Linked DNA regions of Gossypium hirsutum: regions 1 and 2 are each linked to region 3. The links are chromatin contacts, called in public Hi-C maps. All regions are on one chromosome and are shown on one strand. The core of a region is the stretch at or near the end of the contact, and the rest is flanking DNA. Distances in the headings are between cores, read along the strand shown.

Region 1 (4,297 bases), core at 1,780-4,279, 300 kb after region 3:
GATTGAAATATTTATTTATTATTTTAATTAATAAATTAAGTATATATTTTTATAGAATATTATAGAAAGATGAAAAATAAAGTATAATTCATGAATGGCATTATAGAGAAAGTTGAAGGACTAATTAATAATTACTTAAATTAGATAATTATGAAAAGCTTAACAATTAAGGGCTAAATTGTGAAAAATCTAATTCATTGGAATATTTAATTATTTGTTATTTTAATTAATAAATTAAGTATATATTTTTATAGAATATTATAGAAAGATGATGAAAAATCATCCATGTCATCTCTATCTTCATGCCACTTTAAATATTACACCATATCAACTTTTGCTTTTATTACAAATAAGTTCTCTCCACCATTTTCAAGCTTAATTCCTCCAATTTCTTTCATGAATCCTTAGTAAAATCATTAGAAAAGCTTGTTAGCCACCTTGATTTTATGAAAAGAGCATCAATAGTTGTCTTGGAGGAGAGAGAAAAAAAATTAGGATTTGATTACGAGTCATTAAGGTAAGAATGGTAAGTTTGTTCATAAAATTCATGTTAGTTTCATTTAAATAGCATAGATATATTATTTGATTATGATTCTAACAAGTAAATCTTATATGTTTTTATATGGAAATAAAAAATAAAGAATAAAAAAAAAAAGAGAAGAAAAGTGAAGGATTGATTGAAGAAAAAGGAAAGGCAATGGTTAAGGAGTAAAGAAAGAAAAAAAGATTTTATCCAAACTAACATGAATGATTTAATTTTAATTTAGGTATAGATTATGTTAAATTAGTTAATTTAATTAAAATATGGTAATATTATGTGCGTAAATCTTTAATAAATAGTGATGAATATAGTTGAATTTTGATTATATGAAAAATTGATTTAACATACTGAAATAATAGTAAAAAAAAAACTAAATTGTGTAGTGTACAAATTTGTTATGACAACTGAAAATTTAATAAATTGGATTGTGAATGAAGTGTAAAAAATAAATGAATGTGTGAAAAATCAAAGTGTGATTGAATTACGAAGTATAATGAATTTCATGACAATAAGAACTAAATTGTAGAAAGTGTAAGTTTAAGTGATTTTCATTTGATAGAGTGTATATAAAGGAATAATTGTATAAAAGCCCATATAGACGAAATGATAACTAATAGGATATGAATGGCATACCATTAGGAAGTCTATGCGTGCAAATGAAATGTGGCACTTCAATGCGATGAAAAGTAGCACTTAGGTGCAATACTGTGATTGTTTCGTATATCCTCTATGTTATGTTTAGTCTACAATGGGCTATATCAATGAAATATGGTAAGAGAAAATTGTCAATGGATCCGGTATGTGATTCACGTCTTGCGAAATGATTCTTATTTATTAGTATTAGTTTTATGAAATTATACATATTCTAATGTTAGCTAAATCTTAAATAGAAAGTTTAATTCTTGTAATACTTACTAAGTTGTCATAAGCTTAACACGTTACTTTCCAATACGTAGGTAAAGATTAGACTTGAAGTTCTAAAGTGGAGGATCGACATCAACTATGATATGTCCATAGGTAAAGTTAATTTGTGAATATAAGCCTTTTGTTGAACTTAATTGTAGAACTTGAAACTCTTTGTTAACATTATAAACTTAGCCTTTTTGAATGAGTTTATGATGAATTATGTGTTCTTGAGATTGGAATTGAACTTATATGAATGGAATGTTGATTGAATTGGTAGAAATTTGATATTTGAATAGGGTTATAGGTGATGAAATTTGAAGAAATGGAAAAATTTTAAAAATAGAATGCACGTCACGACATCAAGATTACCACGTCTCGATGACATAAGTCAATATGTGACGTCGCAGCATCGAGGGTTCCACGTTGTTGTGTTTGACTATTAAAAGAGCTATTAGAAGCTCGTATAAAATTTAGACATGTGTTTGAATTATATTAGAAATGTTTAATGACCCCAATAACTTGAATGAATTGATGAAATGAATTTAATTTAATTATCATTGCTTCAACAACAAATGTAGCCTTTTGATATCTTGACCCGACGATCGGGTCAAGTATGGGGGAGTTATAAAAAAAATGTCATACTCTAGTACTAAATGATATATTATTAAGTCATAAAGAAATAAAAATAAAATATTGTGATATATTATTTTATTAATAAAAATATAATTTGAAATAACTATAAATTATTTTTAATTATTTCATAAATATTATAAACTAATATCATTATAAAGAACAAAAGAGAATAGTAGAAAAAAGAAAGAATAATTCAACTTCCACTTGGATAAAATAATTCCATATGGATGGTTCTTCTAAGACATCTAAATACATGTTTAATTTCATACAATGTCTCTGTGTTTGAGAAGAATTTAAATTTTGTTAACAAGTTCACTATGAATGTTATATCAGGTCGTGTGTTGTTTCAAGATACACTAATGCCTTATAAGTCTATAACTTTTAAATATGGTACTTCATGACCAAAAAATTCTTCATCATTTTCATCAAGACGAAATGAGTCTTTATTCCCATATAGTGATTTTACAACTATTGAGGTATTCAATGAATATGATTTATCCAAGTAAAATTTCTTTAAGATTTTTTTTATATAAGTTGACTGATGGATATGAATTTCATCATTTAAATACTCAATGTATAGGCCGAAACAAAATTTTGTTTTTATAATATCTTTCATCTCAATTTTTTTAAAATTAATTTTTTATATTTTAAAAATAATATTTAAATCCTCAAGGTAAACAACAATTATCTTTTATTTATATATATATATTATATTAAAAGAAGAAAAATTAAAAATTAATTATTTTTCTATTGAAAAGAGATAAAATTAGGTGTAACCATAATTTCATACAATACTTCCTTTTATATTAACGGTGAGGAAACACTTATTATGGAGTATTTACCAAATTTTACTCCAATTATCATTATCTATTTTTAGTGGGCCCCTGTCACTAGTTTAATGTCACTAAGACCCATACAAATGCATTGGATAAAGCACCAATTATTGGCAACCAAATAAATAATCAGCAGAAGACGAAGCTTCATCTCCACCACTACTTATAGTATAAACACCATCCAACCATTTTCAGTGCACTACAAGGACAACTAGCCCAACAAATCAAAGGTCTGTTTTAATTACATCAAGGATGATTTAGTCCACCAAAAAAAACCCAAACAATTTAATCCTGAAAAGCTCCTTTCCAGGAGCCAGTTACCGCCACTCAAACAGAAAACTGAGTTTGTGCTATGGCCGTGAGACTATTGTCAACTCCAACTGCTCTATCTGATCCAACAAAGCTCTCCTTCTTCTCATCACCCAAACCCATCTCAACAGCAACCTCCTTCTTTCAATGGAGATCCAAGTGCAGAATTTTTACAAGGAAAATGGTGGTAAAGGCATGTGTTAAGGTGGAAGAAAAGAATGTGAAAGAAACTAGTAAACAAGAGTGGGGCAAGGTGACAGCTGTACTTTTTGACATGGATGGAGTGTTGTGCAATAGTGAGAACCCTTCTAGAAAGGCTGCTGTTGATGTTTTTGCAGAGATGGGTGTCCAAGTCATTGCGGAGGACTTTGCTCCTTTCACTGGAATGGGTAAAATTTTAGTTTGATCCCTTGATATTTATTTTAAGTTTCTCCTGTTATGGATAGTCTTCCATAAATTTGAGTGATTCGGAAAAGTATGAATTTTGAGGAATGTAGGTGATTAATTGTATGGTGCTGATTAAGAAGTAAATGTGTTTCAAAGAGTTCTTCATAAATATGTAAATCTGCGACAAATAGTTCTTCTGATTTATTGTCAATTAATTTTGATGTCATGAAGAGCTGTTAACTTTACCTGCATATTTCTACTTCACTGATATACCAGGTGAAGCAAACTTTTTAGGAGGCGTTGCTTCTGTTAAGGGTGTTAAAGAATTTAACACTGAGGCAGCAAAAAAGAGATTCTTTGAGATATATCTTGATAAGGTAATCAGCACTTAGTTTTTATATGGAGAGTTATTCTTTCTTCTTATGAAAGGACAATCATACAATGCCCATTTTTAGTGTTTTTCAGTGAACAAATTTTCACACAAAAAGTTCTTTCCTTCTTGTAGTATGCAAAACCTAATTCTGGAATAGGATTTCCAGGTGCTTTTGAGCTCATTAATGAGGTACGTAAGCCAATTGTCACTGGAGAGATAATGATGTCACCTCAGGTTTATGATCATATGATGGAATATTCTGTGTGACAGTGTAAAAACAAAGGCCTAAAAGTGGCTGTTGCATCCAGTGCTGAT
Region 2 (4,564 bases), core at 535-3,034, 460 kb before region 3:
CCTTCTTAGCATCAGGATCAGGGATTTCTTTTGGAATGTCATCATAACCCTATGGGAAATCAAAAACTAGAGGTTAGCTTGCATAAGCATAACAAAACCATGGAAGGGTTAAAATACGAAGGTTGTTACCTCTGGCTTCTTGTCTTCAGGATCAGGGATGAATTCCTTGTCATCCCAATCTTCAGGCTGCCATCATGCGAAGTTCTTAGTTGTATCAAATATTCATATGATAAAATAAAACCAAAAAGACATCAATTCTGACTAATACCTTCTTTGCACTGGGATCCTTGATTCTCTTCGGTGGGAGAAGATCCCAATCAGTGTACAAGCTACCAGTTCGTTTCCCAACATTATCAATAAGAATTTTGTAAGTAGCATCCGGATGCAGAATAAATGTGTAAACATGAGTAAGTTGGTCAGTCTCACATGGAACTTCCTTTTTCATCAAGTGGTTTGTCCCCTTGTAATGAAGAATAGCATGTACTTTCTTTGTGCTTCCACAGATATCAGGCCCAAACATAATGCTGCACCCAACCAACATTACAAAAAAATCAGTAAATCTGCAATAAAATCTTTTAGAGATACCAAGAGGTTAGATCATAAAGTAAAACCTGTATGGGGTGTCACCACCAAAATTCTTCTGGTCAATGTCACCACTGAGTAGTTTCATGTAACCACCACCACAGTCAAGCTGCTGCTCATGCTTGACAGAAAATTGGAAGACTAGAGTCTTGCCCTTGTTGTTAACTTCTGGGAACTTAGCCGAAATAGCATAGAACCTGTAGTCTTCACTAGTTTGAATACCTTTGTCATTAAGATTCCCACTCCATTTTCCAGAAGTGTAATTCCATTCCCCAGCCATGTTGTCATCTTTCTTCCAGTCAGATTTTACCCACCGACTTTCCCATCCATCTTTGGTTTAAAAACAATAGAAATGCAAAATCAGCCAGAAAAAGAAAAGGTCAAATTCTTCTGTTTGAAAACAGTGAAACGTACAATAAAAACATAAGCAGCTTCTCGTTTGTTAAAGGGAAAGCAAAATTTTAGTAACGCAGCCATGCATAGTACGTTAAGTAGTAGGAACACATTAGCTAGACTCTGATATCTACCCTGATTTAAAAGACCATAACATCTAATTAATTTTGCTAAGAACTAGTGTTTTCATTCTCAAGATATATCAAATAACAAAAAAATAACATAAACTAAAGCAGAATGATAATATTAATCATCATTTCATCCAATTATCCTCTACAGTTACAGAACAATTGAAACACAATACACAAATTCACACCCATTTCTCAAAGAATTCAAACACATTTCTAATAATTTATATATTTTTATAATTAGAGCCTTTTATGGAATCATATTACGTGTAGATCTACTCGACTCACTACATCTTTTAAACGAAATTAATCATTCGAGTAAAGGAACCATCGAAAACAGCCAGATCACCTACTTAACATTTAAAAATCACCGATCCATTCATTTACGTCAAGTTAAAATATCAAAACCTCTTAAATAAAAAAAAAGATTCAAACAAAAAAAAACAATCTAAAACGTTAAGATTCAATGCATGTAGATTGAGTATTAGAAAGCGGGGGGAAAATGAGTGAGAAAGAGTTTACCATCGAAACGCTCTTCGAAGAATACTTCAGCAGAGGCAATGACGAAGAAAGAGACAAGAATTAGAGAGATAAAATTAGGGATCCGTTTAGGAATCGCCATAGCTGAACTCCACGGAGCGAGAATGTAGAACTGCAGTGCACTGATAGTCTGATGGGTTGTTTTGGTACCGTTTATATAATACTCGTTGCGTTTCAATGGTTTTCTTCCTTTTTACTTTTTACTTTTTACGGCCCAGTTAAAACGAGGTATTATTATTTTCTGTAAATATGACGTGGACTGAAGTTAATGACTGAAGCCAATGGCTTGATGACATGTCATTCACAGGTGTCACTAAGTTGACGTGGCAAAAATTTATTGGCTAGGAATTTCACGTGACACGTAGGAGGATTTTGCCTTGTTAGGCTAGGAGTACGTTACGTCTCATTTCAGCGGAATTGTGTTACATGTGGCAAGCAGGCAATGATCCACAGAACTGTAGAGGCCGTCCACCTAGACGTTGGTTTGAGGCGTAGCAGCAGATTATTTACGTCTCTTAATTGGTCTCGTATTAGCGGTTGGGTTTCAGTTTTATCATCCCGAAACTTCCATTAAAATTTATGGCATCTATTGGTAAAAGAAAATTTGTAAATTTGTTTAGATATTTACGTTTTAGATAGATACTAAATGTGAATTTGAGTCTAGTAATATGAGAAAATAGCATAGAACTGTAATATAATATTTATTATGCATAAAAATCTTTTTTTTTTTAAAAAAACTTTCATCTCAAATCGATGTTTGAAAAATTAAATCTTAAATATTTTACTTGATATTTAAAAAATATTTTTATACAATATCTAAAAATTATTTATATCATAATTTAGTTCTTATTAACCTAATATTTTATATTTTTAAATGAAATTTAAATATAATAATGTAAATATATTATTTTTATAAAAGTAAAAAGAAAATTTATTTTAAATATAAGTTTTGATACTTATTTTATAAATTTCGATACGTTGCTTCTTTTGAAAGTTTTGTTAGATATCTTTAGAAGTTATCGGTACTTATAAATATAAAATTGATTTAAAAAGGTTTACAACATTTTGAAAGTTTATAATGTTAGGGCCCTTAGAAACATGATTATATGTTTTATAACATCTGAAAATATTTTAGATATTATCAAATTAAAATTTACAAATTTGATTAATGAAATTTAAGAATTATTTTAATATATCAAAACTAAAATAATTCTATCATTAGATATTCATTGAAAAATTCAATAGAGTAGTTAAATTTAAAATTTTTATTTGATTAATTTAAATTTAAATATAATTTAATTCAAGTTGACTATAAAAAATAAAAATCCAAATTTAAAAATTATTCTAACTCAAAATAACTAAAATAGGTAAAGTAATCCAACATTACTTGAACCAAGGAAAATCCAATTTTAAAATCTCAACCAACAAATTTCAATAAAAAAATTAATAATAACTTAAAAAATATAAAATTCTCAAAATTAAGTGGGGGTTTGATAAATTAAAATTCTAAATGTTAAAAAATTAAGCATTGAATTTGATAAGTGTTAAATTTATATTAAAAAATTATTTGATAAATTAGTAAATATAAGTACGGAATATAAATTATATTGATTGATAAAAGTAAATATTGATCTTTAAAATTTTATTTATTTATTTCTTAATTTTAATCTTATAAATTTAATATCTTATAATATTTTGGATAGTGCTGGATAAAAATAAATATGGTAATTTGAATATCTCTTTTTTTTAAATGACAATTTATTTTAATTTTTAATAAAATAAAACAAATGTAATATTTTATACATTTAATAATAAATAACTACTTATCTACTAATTTTATTCAACATTTGTTATTGAAAATTTTATATTATATAAAAATTAAAACAACTAAAAATTTTGAGTAATTTATGAAACACACCCTAACTTCAATGTATTTATTATAAAGATAAGAATAATGTCAGGGAGTAGCTGGAGTACTTGGGGTTTAAACGATAAAAATTGGATATTCAAATTTCAATGAAAAAAAAAAACATGAGTAAAAGTACTACAATTTATTTGAAGATATTAAAATTGGGTAACTAAAGGCAAGAGTTTAGATGAATTTGAAAAGCAAGCCTCCATGAGCTGCAAAGAAAGGAGCAAACACCAATGACTCAACCGCCATGAGCTTAATGAGGATGTTGAGCGATGGACCAGATGTGTCCTTGAGGGGATCCCCTATTGTGTCTCCTATCACTGCAGCCTTGTGGCAATCTGAACCCTTCGGACCAAGTGACTTTGCAGGCTCACTACCCCCTGCCTCTATATATTTCTTGGCATTATCCCATGCTCCTCCTGTGTTGGATGCTGAGATGGCTACCTGCACACCTGACACAAGTGAGCCAGCTAGAACACCAGCTAGTGTTTCGACTCCTAAGAAGGTTCCGACGATGAGTGGAGTAAGCATAACAAGTGCACCAGGTGGGATCATTGCCCTGAGTGAGGCATCAGTCGACATCTTTACACAGTTCTGTTAAGCATTGGCCTGCAATGCAACATATGGCCAGCAAGTCAGCAAGCAGACCAGCAGTGGAGCAGAACCGAATGCAGCAACTAGCTTAGGACCATTTTTTGTTCTTTTTGTTCCAATGTAACCAACTTTAGTTTGTTTGTAATTTGTAATCTAAGTTAGTAGGATTTTTGATGTAATGGATGTAATGGCTGATACATCAGCTTGCTTTAGTTTAAAATTTAACTTGTATTAGTTGATTATTAGCGGGAGTAGGTGAATCATTAGGTAATGGTCATTTGACTTGTTAACTTTGTATTTATTTTTCATTATCAATCAATGAAGATTGCTGCTGATTTTCATCCATGTTTTGTGCTCAAGTTCTTCTCATTTTGCTCTTGGTTTTTATTTAGTTCTTAAGCAAATAACCTGT
Region 3 (4,693 bases), core at 209-2,708:
GCTTAGAGACACAAAATAGGATCAGTTTAAGTCTATCAAGAGTATTATCTATTTACTGTGCTTTGATAAGATGAAAATAGAATGTCCTACCATATAATCCCTCTGGGTGCGCTGGAGTTGCAGCGAGAGCTTCCTGCTCCTCCTCTGATAATACCTAGGCAAGAAAAAGAATAAAATGATAGGAAAATGTTGTTGGATTTACACTCGAGTCGTAAATAAACTGATATACAGAGAGGAACATACTGGGAGTGTTGTTAAGAGACTATCTACATATGCATCCCCAGTTAGTATATTCAAAGATTCAGTCTCAAGAACATCAGATTTAAGCTGAAGTATTGGTGTTGTACAACAACAATCACTATCTGTTGCTGATAAATCCTCATCCTCGATAGCCACGTGGTTGAAATGCACATCAGTATTTGTTATTGAACATCTCAATTTAAAGCTGTCAAAACTACGACTAAACAGAAAAACAAACCAAATAAAAAAAATTGTTAGCTGCCTCATTCAAATATCTCAAATATAATAAAAATAGCTTTCTCAGGGCAAATTGCAGACTAATTCGACTTTGAATCACCAGTCCTTCATGCAATAAGACATTACATCAAAAAAGAAAAAAGAGAGAGAGAGAACATTTTGCCACATTTAAATTAAGAGAACAAATTAAAGAGTTACCTATGAGTATTAGTAGGAGGGGAGTTGAGACTCAACCATCGGCTAGAAGAGAAGCGATGGTGAATTCCAGAAGCAGCTTGTCTCGATATAAAGGCTTCTCTCCTAGAAACAGAAAAGTTAAACAAATTGAAAGAGAGCTGAGAATTTGTAACCGCGACCATTGCCATGCTAGCTTCAGCTGTTGCTTATTTAACTTGTTATTGCTCCAGAAATTGAAGCACCAATACCCACTTTTGAGTTTTTCTAAACTCATGCAGCTGTGAAGAAAGCAAATTGAATAGCAATCAGGAGCAAATTTTACCGCTCTTGGGGTTTAGTTAGACAGCAAATCCTATCAGGGTTTAGGTTCAAATGAGTCCAAAGAAACAAAAGTTGGAACCTTTTTCTAACTGCTGAAATGAACTGGTTTGGTTTTTGAGATACAAAAAAGGCTATCTGGGTTTGGCGCCACAAGGAAATCAAAAGGAGCTTTTGAGTTTCTAGATAACAAAAACAATCTGGTACCTGTATATAGCCTTCAATTTAAAGGGGCAGAAAGAAAGAAGGGTTTGGGAAAGCTGAAATGATGGGAGGGTTATCCGTGGCATGATTTGTTGCGTAAGAGTCCGGCGGTGAGCGGAAAGATTTTGTGGCCACTAGATTTGAAGGGTGGCGGCACCCTTGTGGAAGTGGGTCCATTAAAGCCTAGTTACTAATTTTCCTTTCCTCAACAATCAGTGTAAAGACGGCAAGCTAAGTTGCCATTTGATGTACGAAACTTTTGAAATTCATTTACAAGTATGACATTCTAGTAGTTTCCATGATAATAACCAAAAAAAGAAGTTTGATTTTTTTTTGGAATAAATACACAAAAAAATCCTTGTAATAATCCGTGGTATGATCATGTACCATTGTCTGAATTAAAAAAATTAATTGAGTGTTAGTTGGATTAATATTAATATTATTGTTAGTGTAAAAAGACGTAAATTTGAATGCACTTAAATATATTATCTTTTTATTTTAACTATTGTATTAGAAAAATGGATATGATAAACAATTTATAATGATATTAATATTAAAAAATAATAAAATATTCAAATATTCAAAAATTTCAAAACATTTATAAAAATAAATTAATAATTAATTCCAAACTTTAGGGGTGTTCAAACGGTTAATCAAATTAAACTAATATTAACCGGACTTTTTAATTCTTTAACCATTAATCGAACAAAAAATTTTTCAACAAAAATTAACTGAATCGAAATATTTCAGTTAATTCAGTTGGTTAATCGAATTAACTGAAATTGATTTTTTTTGTTAAAATAAGTATAAAATATATAAAAAATAATTAAATTGATAATACTCATTTAACCGAATTAGTAATAGCCTAATACATATAATTTATAATATTATTTATAAAGTTTGGTTAATTTAGCTAATTACCCAATTTTAAACCGAATTAATCATTAACTGAAATTTTAAAAAAACTTTTAACCAACCTTTAACCGAACTAGATCGGTTAACCGATTAATTAACCAAATTAGATCAGTTCGATTAGTTAATTTGTTTTTAACTGAAACTTGAACACCCCTACCAAACTTTGGAGAAAAAAAAAATAAAAAGTTGTTTAATGGTTTATTTTCAAACCATGATTTGGGTAAAAAAAATATATTTGGATTTAAAATTTAAAATTTAAAATTTTTTATTTGGATAATAAATAAAAAGTTGGATTTGAATTTGAATAAATCCAAGTCTAATTTCATAAAAATTAAATTTTGGATTTCAAAATCCATTTTAAAACTTACAATTTTCAACATCCAAGAATCATTAAAAAAAAAATTGTTCTCTCTTCTTTCACACTTCCTTTTAAGCCCAAACAATAAATAAATAATTTTACTTATAATATATCATCAACGAAGTTTAAGATTTTCAAAATTGGATCGATGAGCAAATCAGTTAGACCATTTGTTCCTGGTTTGACCGATCTAATCGGTTCAATTAATAAATTATTCAAAAATTAAAATAGATAAAATCGGTTCAATTAGTTCAATTGTCGATTTAACTGGTCCATGAGTCAATCAATCTGATCCTTTATTTTAGACTCGTACTCCAACCAATTCCTGATTAATCGGTCTGATTGGTCGATCCGATTCTAAAAACAACGGCGAAGCTTCATGCATTTAATTTAATACAATATAAATATTCAAAAATTTCATTTATACCATAATTTTCACAATTTTAATTTTAAACCCTTGAATTTTAATTTACACATTATTCTTCTTATACCTAATGCAATTGGTCTGACTAGTTGTTCTAGTCTGGTTTTTTAAAATCGAATTAGTGATCGAACTAATTAGATCACTAGTTTTCTACTTCAACTAATTCGATCGATTTAACTGGTAAGATCAGTTCGACTGGTCTGTACGATTCTATTAAATAAATAATTAAAAATAATAAAAATTTAAAAGAAAAGTTCAACCACCCAATCAACCAGTCCAGATCAATTCCCAAGTTAACTGGTCTAATGCCTTTCTCCAAACCGATATCGGTGATCGTTCCAGTTTGATTCAAATAACAATGTTCAAAATCCTCCTAAATAATTAAATTAAAAAAACATTTTTAAAGCTTAGAAGTAGTTGAAATCCAAATCTATATTTGAATTATTCAAACAATGAATTTAGATTAATTCAAAATTTGGAATTTTAAATATTTTAATTTCCGAACAAATGATTTGGAAATAAGGAATTCATAAATCATAAATTTCAAAGCTAAAATTTTAAAATTCAATTTCAAATTCTAGTTCGCAAACTATTAGCGCAATAAATCAAACTGAAATTTCCAAGAGGTGGTGAATTGGCTTTTAAAAATCTTGCAAAAGCTAGAGAGAAAGGATAGAAAATTGAATACAAGAATTTAGAGTAGTTCGGCCCCAATTGCCTACTCTACCACATTAGATTTACACAACTAAAGATTTTTCCAAATTTACTAATTTGATAACCTTTAAGGATAAAGTCTAACCTTACAAACTCCTTTAAGGTTTCTACCCAAACCTTAAGATACAAACCCTCTCAAAGAGATGTAAAGAAGCAGACAAAGAAATAATCCTTACAAGATCGAAGTGTTTGCAATTTAAGCTCATCTACAATGAAAAACACTAGAGCAAATAAAACGAAATAAAGCTCACAAATTTATAAAAGAAAAGTATGGAAATATTTGGCACAAAGGTTGTTTGATTGATCTTTTTGCTTGAATATGCTTTCTTGTTGTTGTAGGATCTTTGGAAGATGGTATTTACACCCTCTAATCCTGTAAAAGAATCAAAGTGAGCATTTGATTCAAATACTAAGAAGGATTATTATGTCATCTACACGGGGAGATGGCTAGTCTCGGCTAGCGGAGCAGTTGAATCTACGGGTAAAGACATAGATGTACTCATTGGTAGAATGATACATTAGAATGGACCCAAGATGAATTAATTCTGGATTCGTTTGTGAATTAATTCACTTGTGACGTTCATAGTGTGATTTACCTAAACCCTGAGTTAGTCACTGACTATGTGTATGCAACTCATGTGCATCGATAGTGGAGGCTTATGCTCTAAAGATGATCGAGCCCATAGCCGGTATGTTGGGTACATGACTTATGTATGGTATGACTTTACTAGTAACAATGGAATTCATAGCTAAATTAAAGAGTTAATGATATCCTCTCATTGGCATTGTGTGGATTGATAAATATGGAAAGTGGCCACGGGTTGCTCATTCTCGAACGAGCAATCTATCACAGTCATTTGTTGACAGTGATAATATTAATCATTAAGAAGATATAATGGTGACAATAAGATAAAATGTGATTGTATTGAGTGAACGAATTTAACTTAAAGGAATCAATGATATCATATGAGGGTAACACACACATAATGAGGTCATTAGACAAAGCAGTTGGATGAATTGCTTTCGTAAATAGTATACAATAAGGAATTTTCAATCATGGTACTTCTTATGGATTGACTTGATTAAGTAATTATGAATTATTGAAA

Evidence for each region. Hi-C and Micro-C count contacts between places; a contact is called where the count stands out from the background.
Region 1: a Hi-C map of leaf shows a contact between it and region 3, with 2.2 times the contacts expected there. The contact joins the promoter of LOC107903827 here to the promoter of LOC107893624 in region 3. A contact is called at or near these places in 15 of 34 Hi-C or Micro-C datasets (anther, hypocotyl, leaf and 2 more).
Region 2: a Hi-C map of leaf shows a contact between it and region 3, with 1.9 times the contacts expected there. The contact joins the promoter of LOC107939081 here to the promoter of LOC107893624 in region 3. A contact is called at or near these places in 4 of 34 Hi-C or Micro-C datasets (callus, leaf and petal).

The regions. Positions count from the first base shown.
Region 1 is chrA13:79,971,743-79,976,039 of Gossypium_hirsutum_v2.1, forward strand. It overlaps LOC107903827 (protein SUPPRESSOR OF QUENCHING 1, chloroplastic), which reads left to right and starts at 3,030. Exons shown (of 28, transcript XM_016829998.2): 1 at 3,030-3,611; 2 at 3,886-3,986; 3 at 4,115-4,171; 4 at 4,253-4,297. The coding sequence starts at 3,266.
Region 2 is chrA13:79,207,180-79,211,743 of Gossypium_hirsutum_v2.1, forward strand. It overlaps LOC107939081 (calreticulin), which reads right to left and starts at 1,785. Exons shown (of 13, transcript XM_016872364.2): 1 at 1,626-1,785; 2 at 612-912; 3 at 269-524; 4 at 130-186; 5 at 2-49. The coding sequence starts at 1,725. It also overlaps the pseudogene LOC107939084.
Region 3 is chrA13:79,669,646-79,674,338 of Gossypium_hirsutum_v2.1, forward strand. It overlaps LOC107893624 (solute carrier family 40 member 3, chloroplastic), which reads right to left and starts at 1,459. Exons shown (of 13, transcript XM_016818663.2): 1 at 676-1,459; 2 at 244-460; 3 at 91-154. The coding sequence starts at 842.